Regions from separate parts of the Mus musculus genome. Here region 1 is linked to region 2. The links are chromatin contacts, called in public Hi-C maps. All regions are on one chromosome and are shown on one strand. Each heading gives the region's core, a stretch centred on a gene start, on an enhancer-like site or on the middle of the called end of the contact. The rest is flanking DNA. Distances are from core to core; before and after follow the strand shown. Region 1 has its middle 9.4 kb from the start of Gm44812. Region 2 has its middle 57 kb from the start of B130024G19Rik.

Region 1 (4,058 bases), core at 1,091-3,590, 76 kb before region 2:
GCCCCCGCCCTGTTTTCCTTTTATTGTGACGTGTAAAAGTCACTCAGATCTTTATCACTACCCTACAAACTCTGAGATTCTAGAAACATAAGCTTTCTCACGGTATTTTATACCATGTGTCTCATATGTAAACTTCTAAGTTAAGTGTAACTTCTAAGACTAGTTAGTGTCTTTAGTCCCCTGCTCTCATTATAGCCCAAGGGGGCCTTGAACTCACTATGTAGGCAAGGATGGCCTTCAACTCTTGGCCCTATCCTCTGTGACTCTCTGATACTGAGATACATGCATACACCACTATCCCTGGCTCACTCCAGGTTCTTTGGGGAGGGAAGGTAAGTCCAGAACTGTGGCCCAGAAGGCAAAGCCTGAGAGGGCAGGAAAGCAGGTGGCTGGGGCATGTCTCCTACGGGTGTAAAGGAACCTGGGAACAGAGGTACCTGTGTCCTCACAGAGTCACTGGGATCAAAGGCTTGACACCTGTGGAACTGTTTAGAAAAACCCAAAGTCTTTGAAATCTCTAGACTTTTAAATGTTCTGACTTCATGGAAACCCTGCTAAAGCTAAACACTAGACAGTACCTATAAGACATAAGGCTCATTGAAATCTGTTCACTTTGAAAAAAATGAATGAATGAATGAATGAATGAATGCATAAATAAATAAATAAAGTGGAGTTCTCAAAACTTGGCCAAGAAAAAGCAGGGAGGAGGGATCTTTCAAAATGATTATAGAGTTCTTTCTTCCTCCCTTCTGTTCCTCCCCCCCGACTCCTTCTCCTCATCCCCTCTGCCCCTCCTGGCCCACTTTCCATCTCTGAGATACAGTCCCCTTATATAGCCCAGGCTTACCTGAAATTCATGTCAATCTTCCTGTCTTAATCTAACATGCTGGAGTGACAGACATAAGCACCTCAGTCCAGAGTTCGCATCTTTTTTATTCGAATTTCTAATGTGTGACTATAGTAGTCTATAAGAGCACAGATATAACTTATAATATATGAGGATATATATATATATATATTATATATATACATATAACTATTTATGTATAAGTCAATACATGTAATAAGGAAACAGAGTATCAGCCAAGTACTAAAAACACTACTCAGAACCATGTGAGTAAAATTTCCACTCTGATATTTTTAATATGTGGCTTGCAGATGAATGGCCAGCACTGCTTTCACATAAAATGTGAAGAAACCAATTTTTTTTCAATAAATGTATAGTTCGACTATCAAGCCCACAGGAGAAATTGTTAAGTACCCAACCTGAAAATCAAATTATTTAAGCTTGGTTATACTAATAACAGCCACTAACCATCTGCTAAGGTGGACTATAAAACCAAGCAAGCCAAAGGCAGCACAAAGGAGATGTGTTTCAAAGGGAGGAGCATGAAGTTTAAGACACAAACTTGCTTCCTGGTGGCAAGTGGAATAAAACTGGGGTAGTTGCTTCTGAGCCTGCCATTGGAGGTTCTACAAGGGTCTAATGGCTTTATAGTCTGGTCCCTCTCTACTTCATCCCTAGCCTACATTGTGAAATCTTCTCATCAGGAATCCTAGGCCCAATACAATGGGTTATCTTTTCTGGCCTCACAGAGTCTTCTCTACATCCTCCTCATTTGGGGCATGCGCATCTCTAAAGTTTAGCTATCTCTGCATGTCTCTTCTTCCAGATGACCCCAGCTGAGTCTTCTCCACTGGGTTACAAGGACACTCCTTTGTGATTCCCCAGGTGGCTTGCTTCCTTTGTGAAGGTAGGAGGTACTGTTTACATTATTAGATCACATGCCGCACTAGTCCATTATCTGATGTTGTGATAGAATTCATAAGTCTTTGCCCACAGTCTTTCACCTACTTGGTACAGAGGCAGCACTCTGCCTCTAGTCTCAAGATTTGCAAACTTCTAACATTATGCACTGCAGAGCCAACATTCACTGAATGTTTATGACAATGGCCTGGAAAGCATCATAGTGTCCTCGTGCACTCAAATATTAGACATACTGAACAGGACAGGCAAGGAGCAGTGAAGCACCCCTTTAGTCCCTGCATTCAGGACACAGAGGCGGGCAGATCTCTTTGAGTTTGAGGCTAGCCTGGTCTACAAAGAGAGTTCCAGGTAAACCAGGACTACATACTGAAATGCTTTCTCAAACAAAGCAAAAGCAGGACAGGACAGGAAAGGAAAGGAAGAAAAAAAAATGAGCCTACTAACAGGCTCTTTTGCTCTGCTTTCTAGATAACTAGTTTTATTTATTTTACTAGGAGATGTCCTATAAGCCTATTAAGTAACTCATATTGATCTTCTTTTCCATGGAAAGAATCCATTCTTACTGAATTGGCTATCATACAAAGGATACACAGTTAATCCCAGGAAGAGCCAGCATTCTTACCCAGAATCCCAAACTGCCTTGCTATATCAAGACCTACACTCCTGGAGCAGAGTGTCTCCGGCATCTCTGTCTTCACTGAATCAATGACTGTGATTTTAGTCTAACCTCTAGACTATAGATGAGGAGGCTGAGGTTCAAGGAAAAGGACACTGTCAAAGCCAGAGAAAGAGAGTAACAAAATGTATGTGAGAAAATGCCAGGCTGTGGAAATGCCTCAGTACTCAAGAGAGACTTGATAAGGTCTTGACAGAGGTGTTCATCAGCAGGTGGTTGGATAAAGTAATATTACTATATATTAATATATGTTATTCTATAGAGGACTCTCTCTCTCTCTCTCTCTCTCTCTCTCTCTCTCACACACACACACACACATACACACACTATTCAAGCCATAAAAACATGAGACCCTATCATTTATGGCAGCATGGATAATCTAGAGAGCATTATACTCAGTGGAAAAAGCAGGCACCAGAAGACAGAAGCTATAGCATGTCTGCCATGTAGCATCTCAGGGAATTAGAGAGCAGTGCATGGACCTCACAGACTGGGAAGTAGGGAAAGGAGGGAGATGTACAGAGGTTGCTTAGTGTGTACAAGGGTGCACCTGAGGAGGAGAAATGGCTTCTGGTCTTCTGTAGCTCAATGGGATAATAGCTTTAGTCAACTTTCCATCACTAGAATGCAATGCCCAAGATAACAGACTTTTAAACAAGGGTAGCATCTTTTGAATGTTTGGATGACATTTTTGGAAGCCCTTCCCCATGAACAGGCAGAATCACTGTTTTAAGGTGTCCAGTGGGGAGACCAGATGGCCACAGCGAGGAGAACATGGCAGAGCCAACCTCATGGCTAGAAGGTTAAAGAATAAGTGACCATAGTCCTACAGACTCTTGGATGGCATGCCCCCAAAGGCCCAAGGAACTCCCATTCATCAATACCTCCTAACAAACACCACCACCCTGGAGACCAAACCTTTAACACATGGGCTTTAGACGGGGCAACAATGAACGTGCAAGCTTTATCGCTGTGGTGAACAGCAATTCATTGTGTAACAGAGAATAGCTCACAGAAAGGATTGTGAGTGTTCTTACACAAATAATTTGCAAGTACTCAGGGTGTCGATGCAGTGCTCTAGTGATTAGAGAACATTTGCTAGATAGACAGAATCACTACACTGTAACCCTGAGTGTACACCATGATTTCCCCCCTGAAATTATTTTTTAAAACAATTTAAGCAGCTTGAGTCTACTTCACAAGTTTGTTATTCCCCATTTACAAATAATCTTCGTTCTATTTACAAATGTCTCTTATGGTTCACAAATATGTGTCTGTATGTGTTTGTACATGTATACGCACTGTGTGTAGAGGCCAGAAGTTGAAGTCATGTGTCTTCCTCAATCACTTTCTAGCTAATTGAAAGAGACAAGTCTTTCACACAGTCTAGAGCACACCAATTTAGCTAAAGCCAGACGGGCCAGCAAGCCCAAGGGATCTAGTATCTCTCTTTCCAGTGCTTTGATTACAGCCACGCACCATAGCACCCATTTTTTATTCTTGGGGATCCTAGGGGACTGAACTCGGATCTTCACGCTTGCATGACAAGCACCCAACTTGCAGAGCCATTTCCAGAGCCACAGAATTTGTTTGGTCATCTTTCTCTGCTTCATC
Region 2 (4,257 bases), core at 333-2,832:
ACTTGTAAAACATTAAAGAGCTATAAATTCTATGAGACACTTTAAAGGTAAACTTTGTTGTTATAGCTCCAAATGTTTTGGAAAAAGAAAGTCTTCAAAAAAGCCTGAGAGGTACAGGAAAAGAAAAAAAAAAAAGCATGCAACTTAGTTCATTTTAAATTTTAAAAGTCTGTTGTATGAAACCGTTGCACTTGAAAAGGCTTGGTTTTTTTTTCCAAAAAGCTCACACATTAGTCAATCCCTTCCAAAGTGTAGCCCAACTCTCTTCTCTACACCACAACTACACCAAAGATGTGAGAATAATCAAGATGTAGTTCTCCAACTTTGAAGTCACAAATCTCTCATTAGTATGTTACTATATTTGAACACTTGCTTCAAAGTACCAGAAATCAATACAAAAGGAAACAATAATAATAAGGAAAGATTTCTAGTGCTCTAATAGGGAAAGGTGTGTGAGCTGGAGAAAGAACTGTACAGAAGCCCATGACAAGTCATGATAAATGAGTCCTTATAAAATTCATGTTTAGGCAGCACCAGGCCGGGGATAATGCCATTCGTCATGGCAACACTAGGCCGCTAATGAGCCCTCATTGCATATTCATGGACAAGGCAGTTCTCCCCCTCCCTCTCTGAACCAGTGCCTGGATATATCTCTACCTCAAGCAGAAGCTGAGCTCGGGCCTTCTTCTTCTTCTTTTCTTTCTTTGGCTTCTTTTATATATATTATTATTATTATTTGTTATGTTGCAGCAATTACACAGTGAAAGTGCTTCCCAAGATTGATTGCTCTGATCTGTAGTTCAATTGTAAATTAGAATACACATCCCCCCAGGGACACACGGCCCCTATTTGTGATTAAGAAAAAAGCCCCATAATAGACTAATAGCCAAAGTTCTCTCTCTTTTACTTTCAGGCAATTAGCTTGATGAAATGGCCTCTTTTTGTATACCCTGGAAGTGTAAACCGATATCATAATGAAGTATATGATGTTTATTCTATTATTTTCACCTTGCTGGGTATGCAAGAATGCATAAGTAATGGCTGCTTTGTCTAGTACGTTTACTGATTCACAAGTAAACTATGTCTTAAAGATACAGTATGTGCTTTCTGAGCCTGAGTTAAGCAACCTCTGTGGGTGAACCTCCGTGTGAAGGACTTTTTCTAATTTCGTTTCTGCTGCCGTGACAACTACGTTGACAAAAAGTAGCTTAGGGGTGGAAAGGGTTTCTGGGCCTTACAATTCCAGGTCGAAGTCCATCACCGAGAGGAAGGCAAGGCAAGAGTGCAAAGCTGTTAGTCAGTTACACAATTCCTACACTCAAAAGCAAAGGACAGGCACCCATGCTGCCTGCTTGCTTGTTTGCTTTCAAGATTTTTTTTCCTGTCCTATATAGTTCAGGACCCGTTCACCTAGGGAATGGTGCCATCCACAATGGATTAAGTCTTCTCATATTAATTTACAATCAAGGCAGTTCCTCATAGACATGCGCACAGGCTAATTTAATTAAGATAATTCCTCAACTGCGATCTCCCTTCAGGTGATTCCAAGTTGTTGTGGCAAGTTGACTTTCCAAAGTAATCAGCTTACCATAGAAGATGAGGAAGCTCCCCAGGTGCTGTGGAAACCAGGATTCTGACAAGAAGTGGCACCTGGTCATGGGGACTACAGTGAATAAATGCAGACCAGAGAAGCCATGCCAGTAGACAGTGTAATGAAGGCACCAGGCATCAAGAAGTGACTGTGGCAAGCAAGATATAAGTGGACTGTGTTATGACCTTCATCTTCCCAGTCAGCTATGGGAAGGTCTCTAATCTTGGATGAGCAGTTGTATTTCAAAAGAAGTCTTGTCTCTTTCAAATTCCAAAAGTGTTTTTCCAAGTTTCTCATAGCAAGACAACATCAGGAGGCAGAAGTTTCAAGCAGCTAGCCAACCAGTTCCTTGCAGTAGAGCATGCCCAACACCATTTGGAGTCTTCTTCATATGCACTCATTTCCTGACCCTTTTTTTTTTATATTTGAGGAGATTATAAAGATTTTAAAAAGGAAAAAGAACATTCCCTTGCTGGGTATGATGGCACACACCTTGGAGTCCCAGCACTGGGTCAGAAGTAATTGGACCTCTGTGAACTAAAGACTAGCCAGGTCTATATAGTCACTTTCCTACCAGAAATAACCTCTAAAAACATGCTGATAAAATAAAATAAATATTCACCAAGGACAAGGATAGCAAGAAAATAATACATGAAGAAGAAAAGAAAAAAATTTGTCTTGGTCTCCGTAATTTAGATTTATGGTGAGTCTGTATTTTAGTTCCTTGTCAGTCAGCACTAACCCAGGTGGATTGCTTACTAGACTGATATTATATGGGGAAAAATCTAATCCTTGTCTGTACAAAATGAATCTTATTTGAACTTCTTGGAAATTATTTTTACAGATGAGGGAATGACCTCAACAATTTTAATAGTATTAGATTTGCTGTTTTCTGAAAGCAATTGTTTGGTTTTTTTTTAAACTACCTTCATATACATTTTTTAGACAAGGCCTGGCTATGTACAGAGCCTACCTATTCACACCCTTCCTCAGAATAGTCTCAGGTTTGCGGTAACCCTCCTGGTTCACCTTTGTTTGATTTGTTGTTTGTTAGACAGATCAAGCATTACTGTGCAACTTCAGATCTTCCCGCCTCAGGATCCTGGGTAGCTGGAATTATAAGTCTGCATTAGCAAGTCTCTAACGATTTTGTTATTATCTAAAAGTAAAAATAGCAAATGGAAAATCAAAAAGGTGATGTGACTTGCCCAAAGCAACACATTAGTCAATGCAAAGACAAGCCTTATCCTCAGGTTAGCAACTCCAAAATCCTGGCCCTCTCTGGTATGCTCAGATGCCTCTTTCCTAGTTAGATGCTCCCTGGGGCAGGGTGGTACATTTCTCAGTATGAATGAATCTAATGATATTAATTTATATGTAGCCAATATTAACAAATGGGGTTAAGATGTACATAGTACACGTGCAAGTACACACACTTGAACACACATGCACATGCACACATACAGGGATACTTCAATAAAAACTGGAAAGTCACAAAACTTTTTCACTGTTATCATCTACTTATATTTCAGATAGGTAACTTATGGTATGTTCTAAACAGACACTTAGAATGGGTGTGCCTCAGATGCAGAACTGGAAGCTGAAAGCAATTATATAGACAATTCACATTTGAGAGTCATGAGGATGGTAACTCTTTCCACAATTAATAAATTGGATGTTCCAAGTAATGTGAATCTGTATGGGCAGAAACCTGACTGAGTCTTTTCACCAAACATCTCTGCCAGCCTCCACTGCACCCTGTGTCCCATATTCCCCTCTAAGTGACCCAATGAGGTCAGCTCAAAGATCACTTGCTTTCAGAGATGTCTCCTTCCCCCTGTCCTAAATACCTATTTGCTTTAGTCATCTTCATCTACAAGCCTCCTTCGTTCCATCAATGGTTTTTCCCTTTCTGAAGTCATGATGACATGACTTAGATCTGGAATCCAACACACATGTATTTTTCTCGGTTATGCTGGTCCTGACTGCTTCAATGACCCTCCCATGTTCAGGGCTACCAGTGTGCCAGGTAGCCATGCTTAGAGCTCTTAGCAAAGCAGCTGTGCAGTAATCCTGGCAAGGAAATGGCCACAGGTTCAACCAGAGTCAGGCACTCAATAAATGGTTGGCTCCATTTCGGAAGGGTCTTGAGATAATAGTGTATTAAATAATACATCCAAAGTAGAAATGACTGGGGTAAGAAAATCAATAAACGGTGATCCCCTAAGAGAAGCTACAGATGCCTGAACAAGTGGAGAACAAGACCCCAGAGATAAGTCTGTAACAAATGAGGCCAGGCTAGTATACAAATATTGCCTGAGCTCAGATGGAACCTTACAGTACTTATGGTAATAATGATTTCTTTAGATTTCTCATTCATTCATTCATTTGACAGTGTGCTGTAGATTATCTACTGTGATGGTTACCCTTGGTTGTCAACTCTACTATATATGAAATAAACTAAAACCCAAATGGCTGGGTACACCTATGAGAGATTTTTTCCTTGAGCTGGGAAGACCCACCCTAAATTGGAATATTTTGATGAGGGGAGACCCACATAAAATCTGGGCCACACCTTCTAATGGCAGCCTACATCAAGGACATAGAAGAAGGAGACTGACTCTCTCTCTCTCTCTCTCTCTCTCTCTCTCTCCCTCTCTCCCTGT

The links. A called contact is a pair of places that touch in the nucleus more often than the background predicts.
Region 1: a contact with region 2 is called in a Hi-C map of liver, with 2.5 times the contacts expected there. The contact joins two enhancer-like sites. A contact is called at or near these places in 1 of 15 datasets of contacts at CTCF or cohesin (the NIH/3T3 cell line), 7 of 484 Hi-C or Micro-C datasets (liver, nephron progenitors and uterus) and 1 of 115 datasets of contacts at active chromatin or transcription factors (the SCID.adh cell line).

What each region holds. Positions count from the first base shown.
Region 1 is chr7:70,497,698-70,501,755 of GRCm38.p6, reverse strand. No RefSeq gene overlaps it. Among named protein-coding and RNA genes, the nearest start is that of Gm44812, 9.4 kb to the left of the region's middle. Within about 2 kb of position 2,340, at least 2 of the 459 cell types and tissues checked have an H3K27ac peak or open chromatin away from gene starts, as enhancers often do. A contact at or near this core is called in liver, where this site is marked.
Region 2 is chr7:70,420,721-70,424,977 of GRCm38.p6, reverse strand. No RefSeq gene overlaps it. Among named protein-coding and RNA genes, the nearest start is that of B130024G19Rik, 57 kb to the right of the region's middle. Within about 2 kb of position 1,582, at least 17 of the 459 cell types and tissues checked have an H3K27ac peak or open chromatin away from gene starts, as enhancers often do. A contact at or near this core is called in liver, where this site is marked.